Linked DNA regions of Mus musculus: region 1 is linked to region 2. Evidence: chromatin contacts called from public Hi-C data. All regions are on one chromosome and are shown on one strand. Each heading gives the region's core, a stretch centred on a gene start, on an enhancer-like site or on the middle of the called end of the contact. The rest is flanking DNA. Distances are from core to core; before and after follow the strand shown. Region 1 has its middle 9.1 kb from the start of Gm30149. Region 2 has its middle 190 kb from the start of Gm36865.

Region 1 (4,198 bases), core at 63-2,562, 980 kb before region 2:
TTTTTTTTTTTTTTTTTTTTTTTTTGGTTTTTCAAGACAGGGTTTCTCTGTATAGCCCTGGCTGTCCTGGAACTCACTCTGTAGACCAGGCTGGCCTCAAACTCAGAAATCCGCCTGCCTCTGCCTCCCAAGTGCTGGGATTAAAGGCATGCGCCACCACCGCCCAGCTTTTCGAGACAGGGTTTCTCTGTGTAGCCTGGGCTGTCCTGGAACTCACTTTGTAGACCATGCTGGCCTGGAACTCAGAAATCCGCCTGCCTCTGCCTCCTGAGAGCTGGGATTAAAGGCGTGCGCCACCACGCCCGGCTAAAGTAGATTTTTATATTATAGTCAACAGAATGCAGGGAATCTGGAGCCATTTGGATTGGATTCTAGTTTTAACTCTAACACCGTTCTGAATATAACTCCTTATTTTCTTTGGAATAAATGCTGAAATAGTTCAAGTTGGAAAGTTACACTTACCCAAAAAAAAAAAACAAAAACAAAAACAAAAACAAAACAAACCTTTCCCGTCCGCCCTGGCAACCTACCTCCTTTATTGGAGGTGAACCATGTTGAAACTTGGTTGCCTTTGCTTCGTTTTTATGTATATACCGTACAAGCGAATGCGTGTACAATTTGGATTGTTTCAAAAACTCTAGCACGGTCCATGGAAATGGGAACCAGCTTCCTCTCTGACAAAGCAGTGAGCCAGGGAGAGTACAAGGCGAAAAGTACATGAATTGCCCATATTAAAGTCTGGCTCGGGCGTTAGCACCCCCACCCCAAGGCATCGTCATTATTAGAAGGGCTGCCAGGTACATAAAGGGTCTTCAGTAAGTCTCAAAATGCCCTTGGAGCGTGTTAAACGTCTGTCAGGTCTCCTTCACTCCAAAGCTTTCAGTTTAGGTGAGTGTGGGGAGACCTCCAAGGAGGTCCCTGAAGATGCTGACCAAGAGAACCTCACAGTAAAGCATCCGCTGCCCTAGATTCCGATGCAGGCTCCTCGTCCCGCGCCTTAGTGGTCTGTGACCCCGGGTGTGACCACTGTGATCCTGGGAGCCACCTAGGATGTCTAAGTAAGAGACCGCACGGGCCCCGCCCACAGCACACACCCGAGAAATGCTAGTCTGGAATGAAACGCTAACGAGAAATCCACATAGAAAGCAGAATACCCAGGACAGGCTGCGGTGGGCAGACGGGCGGCACGAGTAAAGTTTTTACACCAAGCGCCCGTCTCTGCCGCAGCGACCTTCTGATCACTCCGGAAGAGAGGCGTTCCCACGCCTGACGCGGGTCATCCTCCCCCTCGCAACCCGCGCACCCTCGGGATGGCGGCGGATGACGACGGCGGCGGCAGAGTGTGGACGTGCCTCGCGCCGCGCAGCAAATGGCGGAGGAGGCAAGGCGTGGCCCGCTGCGCCGCGTCCGGCCACCAGGGGGCAGCCGCGCGTCTGAGTCCCGCAACCGGCTGGAACCGGTCTGGCCGGAAGTTGGGCTGGGGCCTTCTCTTCCGCAGCCGCGCGCCACGTGGCCGGGATGGGGTGGGGTGGGGTGGGGATGGGGCGAGGAGGAGGAGGAGGAGGAATGCACGAAAACAACAAGATGGCGCCGCGGGGGATGGGCGCCTTGCCTGCGCCCTCGGAACCCGGAGCGTCCCGAAGGGCGGAGTGGAAGGGCCGGTCGGGGCCCAGCCTGCGGGGCGTAGCCGGCTTCCGCCAGCTTGGGAGGCCGCTTGGACAGGCCCAGGGTGCGGTCGCCAGCGCGCCCATCACGAGACCCCTGGCCGGGATCCAGGACTCCCTTTGGGCCTTCGCGGCGCCTTTCCTTAATTTGCTTTGTCCGCTTTGCATTTGTCCTCTGAGCGTTGTCGACCTCCTAGGGGAGCGATTAGATCAGGGCGAGGCCAACAGCGAGCAAGAGCAGGAAAAATGCTGACCGTGGACCCCGCCGGGGTCAGCAATGGTAGAGATGGAACCTGCTGGGAGGTGGACCACACCCCACCCCTATCCACCCCGGGGCGCTTCGGGACCTCCTCACTGTAGGGGCGGCCAGTGTGGCAGAATCCAAGCTTGTCTGTTTGGCTTTTGTGAAAAAAAGCAAAAAAAAAAAAAAAAAAAAGAAAAGAAAGAAAGGGAAATCTGGTTTTGTATGTATTAAAACGTAGGAAATTAGGCATAATTGTCTAGTATCCTGGAATTGCTGCGAAAGCCTGAAGCCTCCCCTTCCTGCCCAAATCCGTGTAACTCTACTTGCCCCACCCCGTAGACATTCCTGACCGGTGGAATTTATTTTAGATGGGCCTGAGGATCGCAGATGTGAGGTTTTGTTGGGTTTTATATCTTTTTAAATAAGTTAACACACGTTACTCTGAATGTGATGGTATATTTAGAATAAGACATTTGTCGCCTTGGGATTTGAAAGCCTTTTAGAATAGGTTTCAAATTCTTTCCCATATTTGCGATTTATGAGGCCTTTGGCCTATCTCAAAATAATAAGACCCCTCCCCTCTAAATAGCACCTGGCTCCCAAGGACCTTAGAAGTTTAATTAATAAATATTTTGGATAAAATGCGGAACTATTACGGTGTTAGTTGGGAGGGAGGGAGGAGAGTAGCTTAAGACAAATCTCCAAGCTCGTGATCAAAACAGCATCGATATTAAGTGGTAAACTACAAGTGAGACAGTGACATCAATGACTGGGGGGTGGGCGGAGCCCAAGCTTAAATGTGCATTTTTGACGAAGGGATTTGGGGACCTACTTCACCCCACTCCTTAGGTTTTGTGTTCTTGTGAATTGTATTGGCAGGCATTCCCGAAAGCACTTGAGCCCTCTGAGGAACCAAAACACTGCGTAACGACTCCCAGTCACCATTAGTGCCAGGGGCCGCAGAGTTAAGGAATGGAATTCCGAAACACAAAGGGCTCTAATCTTTCCTCTCCTAGGCCTAAGGAAAGAATACAGCTTTGTCTGTAGCAGTTCCTCGACCAGCAGCATAATGGCCGACTTCCTATATTTTTCCGGGTTTCCTTGCTTTCTCCTTCATAGGAATGGTTCAGACTCAGTCGCCTGCAACTCTTTTTACAGTTGTCACACATGAACGTTCCTAGGGTTTTAAAATGTTGTCTCCAGAATTTCATTAGCGCAGACTTCCTGATATAAAACGTATCTCTGACTTTTTAATGAAGTATTATAACAAACTTAAAAGGAATTTAAGAAAATGTGAAGATGCCATCTTCCAAGAAATAGCTCAAATACTTTTAGCCCTCCGCATAGATTAGTTTTCTGTGGAAGATGAACACTGCATGTGGAATCTGCTACCTCCTTTTACTACCTTTATTTTAAAATGCTTTTTTTCAGGAGCTAGGAGATGTGGCTAAATGTGACCTTAGGATCCTGAGGCCCCCACATCACCCGTCTCTCAGAAAGTTTTATTTCAAATGCTGAATAAAAACAAAACAAAACACATGAAAACTATAATGAAAAATATCACCCAGAATCCCATTCGCAAGAATTACCACTGTAAGACAAATTGTGTCGTTGATTACATGATGCACATATAGCTTTGTTGTCGACATTTTGCACTACAGTACAAATGTACAATTTTCTTGTTAGTAAGACTCTTCAAGATTTATGGTCGGGATTGGTGGCATGCACACACAATCCCAACCGACACTTGGGAGGCGAGAGCAGGAGAAATGCAGGAGTTGGAGGTTAGTCTGGGCTTCATTATAGAATCCGTCTTTAAAGGGGTGAGGGATCCGCTGGTAAAGTCCTTGCTGGCTGCAAGCCGGTTTACCTGCGTTCCATCTCAAAGAACACGTGGGTGGGAGAAAAGTTTATACTTGCCTGCGGTATAATCTCTGACCTCCACGCTCTTGCTGACCCCTCCTGCTCACTTAGTCACATAACAATTAAAGAAAAATGTTTGTTTTATTCTTAAACATTTTAGAATCTACATAGTGTTAAAACAGATAAATATAATTAACTATTAGCCATTCTTTCATGAATGGATGCTGACTTTAATTTTTGTGTGTGTGTGGCAGTATTCTACACTGAGCTACATCCATCCCCTGCCCAGTTTGCTGACTCTGACGCACTTCTCAAATAGATGTGGATACTTCGGTCAAAAAAAGTGTTTTGTTGATGGTTTCGTGGGTTTGTTTTGTTTATTTTGAGGAAAAAAAAAAAAAGTCTCATTGGGAAGCCCCGGTTGGCC
Region 2 (4,007 bases), core at 956-3,455:
ATCCAGCGATGAGCACAGGCTCCTTTTCCTAGAGACCTCCGCTAATTGATCTTTCTTCTTTTCCCTTTTTCCTCTTTTTCTTCTAATCTCTCTCCAGGTATTCCTACCTAACCTTAACTTTTCCTCGGGTTCAAGACCCTTGGAAAGGCCTGTATGCTTATTTTGTGTACCATATTTCCTCTTTGTTCCTACTCTCTCTCCCCACTTTACTTCTGATAGCTTGTCCTGAATTTCATCTAGAATCCTCCCTGCCTTAACCACTTGATAACATGTGAAAAGGAACAAAAGGGCTTCTAACACTAGAAAAAATTCAAGGCCAAACATTTTCCACTTTACTTCTGATAGACTGTCTTGAATTTCCTTAGAAAGTTCAAGGCCAGGCTTACCTCGTAAAGCTATACTCACTGGTACTCTCGTTCCCCAGCTGAAAAGTTCTGAATTCATGCAGTTGAATCCTTCTTAACAGTCTGCTTTACGGGAACCTTTATTACCGCGACCCGCAGTTCTGGTTCTGGAATGAGGGATCTTCCTTGCGCCAGTCCCGAGTTTTTTCTCGTCCCGGAATTCGGCACCAATTGTTATTAGACGCGTTCTCACGCCCGGCCAGGAAGAACACCACAGACCAGAATCTTCTGCGGCAAAACTTTATTGCTTACATCTTCAGGAGCCAGAGTGCAAGAAGCAAGAGAGAGAGAAAACGAAACCCCGTCCCTTTTTTAGGAGAGTTATATTTCGCCTAGGACGTGTCACTCCCTGATTGGCTGCAGCCCATCGGCCGAGTTGACGTCACGGGGAAGGCAGAGCACATGGAGTGGAGAACCACCCTCGGCATATGCGCAGATTATTTGTTTACCACTTAGAACACAGCTGTCAGCGCCATCTTGTAACGGCGAATGTGGGCGCGGCTCCCAACAATACACATCAATGCTAATTCCAGGAGACAGAGGTTATTAAATGAAAATCTCAATGAAATCTACTAGTTTGTAAGCTAATTAAAACGTTATATATTATATACATATAATGTATATAATGTGTGTGTGTGTGTGTGTGTGAGAGAGAGAGAGAAAGAGAGAGAGAGAGAGAGAGAGAGAGAGAGACAGACAGACAGACAGACAGACAGACGGGAGGAGTGCTGCTCTTAGAAGACAGGTGTTACTAGATAAAAATCTCAATGCCAGTCACAGGATACCTCTCTAAGAATTAATAGGATGGAGTCTCCAGAGGCATTCAAAGTGACATCACCCACTGCCATTGCTCTTGCATGTCTACCATAACTAGATGGTAAGACCCTATTGGTGATGACACCATGTGTTTTGAATGTAGAACATAAACAAATCAAGCTTGAACGGACTGGGAAACTTTCTACCCACTGGCTTGCATACATAGTGCCAGAAGATGCTATGCGTGCTGCGGAGGGACAAAAGACAGCAAGCATCCCACCCAACACTGGATTGGACCCAGTGACACAATAGTGAACTGAAAAATATGAGGCAGCCATTTATACTCTGGCTGGATATGCACCCTGGAGTCCAGGGGAGATTTCATGCCTGTTACTATGCAATTTATCAAAGTCCAATAGGAAGGGAGGTGTAGGGCCCTAGGGGGTTGAGGGGGCGGGGAACCACTGGTGTTTTGCTAAGTAGACATGCTGTCAAAGAGCATTCTAAATATTTATGTTTATGCTCACAAGTTTGTACTGCTCTCAATTTTTGTCTTTTGGAAGTAGCTAATGGTTAATGTAGAGAGTAACAACTACTCCAAGTGCAGAGTAAAATCAGCTCGGAGTGTTAAGCTGTAGATGGGTCATTGGCATCATCTTCCACACCAAGGATCAAGGAATTTCATTGATTAGTGGTTAATGCAGAGAGTCAAAGAGCAGAGTATAAATATCTCTGAAGAATCCTCTTTGATTAGGTCATCTGCACCAACCTCCCACATTCCAAGGCTCAGGAAGTTGGAAGGAGAAGGGTCAGAAAGGGTGTGAGCATTGACAGATAGGATAACTATGAAATGCCGGCTTCTGGACATGACATGGGTGTCACCTCCATCAGCCCACAGCAGGTGTGATCACCAGCATAAAACCTGCACAAGATCAAGCAAGTAAAAATTCCAGATGGAAGGAAGCAGGGATCTAGAGGCTCAAACCCTGTTGTCAGAGCTGTTAGACATTTACAGATACTAAGGGAATGAGTCACTTTCCTTTCCAGATGTGGCAGCCACTAGGTTGCTCATCCTCAAGGGAATGGCCCCACACCCATGCACATATGGACAACACTAACTGAACTCAAGGCGTTATTAGTAACAAAAATAAAAACAGGATGTGAGGCCAGCAGGGAGATGGGGTAGAGGCACCAGGGGAAGTTGTAGAGATGTAACGGTGATTAGATATAGTCAATATGTATTGTATAAATATATAGAATTTTCAAAGACTTAAAACTAGTATTTACAAGGGCAGTCAATGCTGTTAACCATTGAGCCATTCCCTAAGTCATGGATGTGGGGAGGAGGTATGAGATGTGGAACAGTCGGAGGGTGGATCGGGGCAGGGGGCAGAATAAAATATGGAGAGTAAAAAAAATAAAAAATAAAAAATAAAAAATAAAGTAGTCACCACTAGTAAATCCCCCCCAAACCCTAGTATTTAAACAGGCATGGCAAATGAACTTAATAGATAGTTTTCAAAATGAGAAACACAAATAGCTAATAACTATCATTTAAAGTGTTCGATATTCCTAGCTATCAGAGAAATGCAAATAAAAACTATTTTGAGATTCCCCTCACCTCAGTCAGAATGGTTAGCAACAACGAGTCTGATGACAAATGTTGGAGAGAACATGGAGAGAAAGAAACCAATTAACTTTTGGTAGGGGTAGGTGCAAATTAATTCAGCCATTGTGAAAATCAATCTGATATCACATTATCAAAAAATTAAAAATAGAAGTACCCTATGGCCCAGTCATTTCACTCTTGAGCATATAACCAAAGAACTCCACACCCTTCCATAAAGATTTCTGCACGCCAATGTTTATTGTTGCTTAATTCACTATAGCAAACAATTGGTATTGACCTAATTGTCCATCAAGAGATAAATCAAAATTATATTTATATATATATATATGTGTATATATATATATATATATATATATATATATATGAATATTACTCTGTTCTGTAGGAAAATAAAATTTAAAATGTTATAGGAAAATAGATGAATTTAGATATCTAATACCAAACTCACATTATCTCAGAAAGCAAAATACCACATTTTCTCCCTCATACAAGGATTCTATCTAATAATATAGGTATGCATGTAAACAAATGTACTTGTGAGTATAGGATAATATGGAAAAAATAAAACAAGAAAGGCTAAATATTATGGGATACAGACAGACTGAATGCTGGTAATGGGCATCAGTTGTGGAAGAGGATATAAGCTAATTGTTTTTCTATCTTTACTCTTCTTCTGAATTTTATGCTTATAGTGAAAGGTAGGTGTAAAAAAAATGACACTGTGAAAGTGTAAAATCCACCATAAAGTTCACAGCCTCAGATTCACTGGTCTAACTGTATAAAGGCTATTTACAGGGGTAGACTTTGGGTCTTGTTAATTTTGATGTTTGATTTTATTTTTAATTTGCAAGTTTTTTATAGTAAAGTTCATAAAATCTTTAAAATTCAAAGGGGAATAATAATGTTTAATTCATAAGCCTACTGAAATTTTAACAGATGTTTATGAACACTGGTTTTATAGTCAGATCATCTTACATTTATCTTAGATCAGTGTTTATTCCGTTGAAAATTGCCTATCTTTTAAATTCTTCATTTTTATTTTTCTCTGAAGTGGGATATAGAACATATTTTAGAAGTATTTTTAAAGCAAGATGATCTAATTCGAGTGTGATACCAGACAGGTAGAAAACAGTGTTTAGTTTTTATATTTGCCTGTTTGAGACATGAAGGGTGTCTTTGTGAACCTCAGCCTTCCCTGAACTCACTATACAGTGTAG

What was found. A called contact is a pair of places that touch in the nucleus more often than the background predicts.
Region 1: a Hi-C map of embryonic fibroblasts shows a contact between it and region 2, with 9 times the contacts expected there. The contact joins two enhancer-like sites. A contact is called at or near these places in 1 of 484 Hi-C or Micro-C datasets (embryonic fibroblasts) and 1 of 115 datasets of contacts at active chromatin or transcription factors (the NIH/3T3 cell line).

The regions. Positions count from the first base shown.
Region 1 is chr7:73,615,740-73,619,937 of GRCm38.p6, reverse strand. No RefSeq gene overlaps it. Among named protein-coding and RNA genes, the nearest start is that of Gm30149, 9.1 kb to the right of the region's middle. Within about 2 kb of position 1,312, at least 332 of the 459 cell types and tissues checked have an H3K27ac peak or open chromatin away from gene starts, as enhancers often do. A contact at or near this core is called in the NIH/3T3 cell line and embryonic fibroblasts, where this site is marked.
Region 2 is chr7:72,637,974-72,641,980 of GRCm38.p6, reverse strand. No RefSeq gene overlaps it. Among named protein-coding and RNA genes, the nearest start is that of Gm36865, 190 kb to the left of the region's middle. Within about 2 kb of position 2,205, at least 18 of the 459 cell types and tissues checked have an H3K27ac peak or open chromatin away from gene starts, as enhancers often do. A contact at or near this core is called in the NIH/3T3 cell line and embryonic fibroblasts, where this site is marked.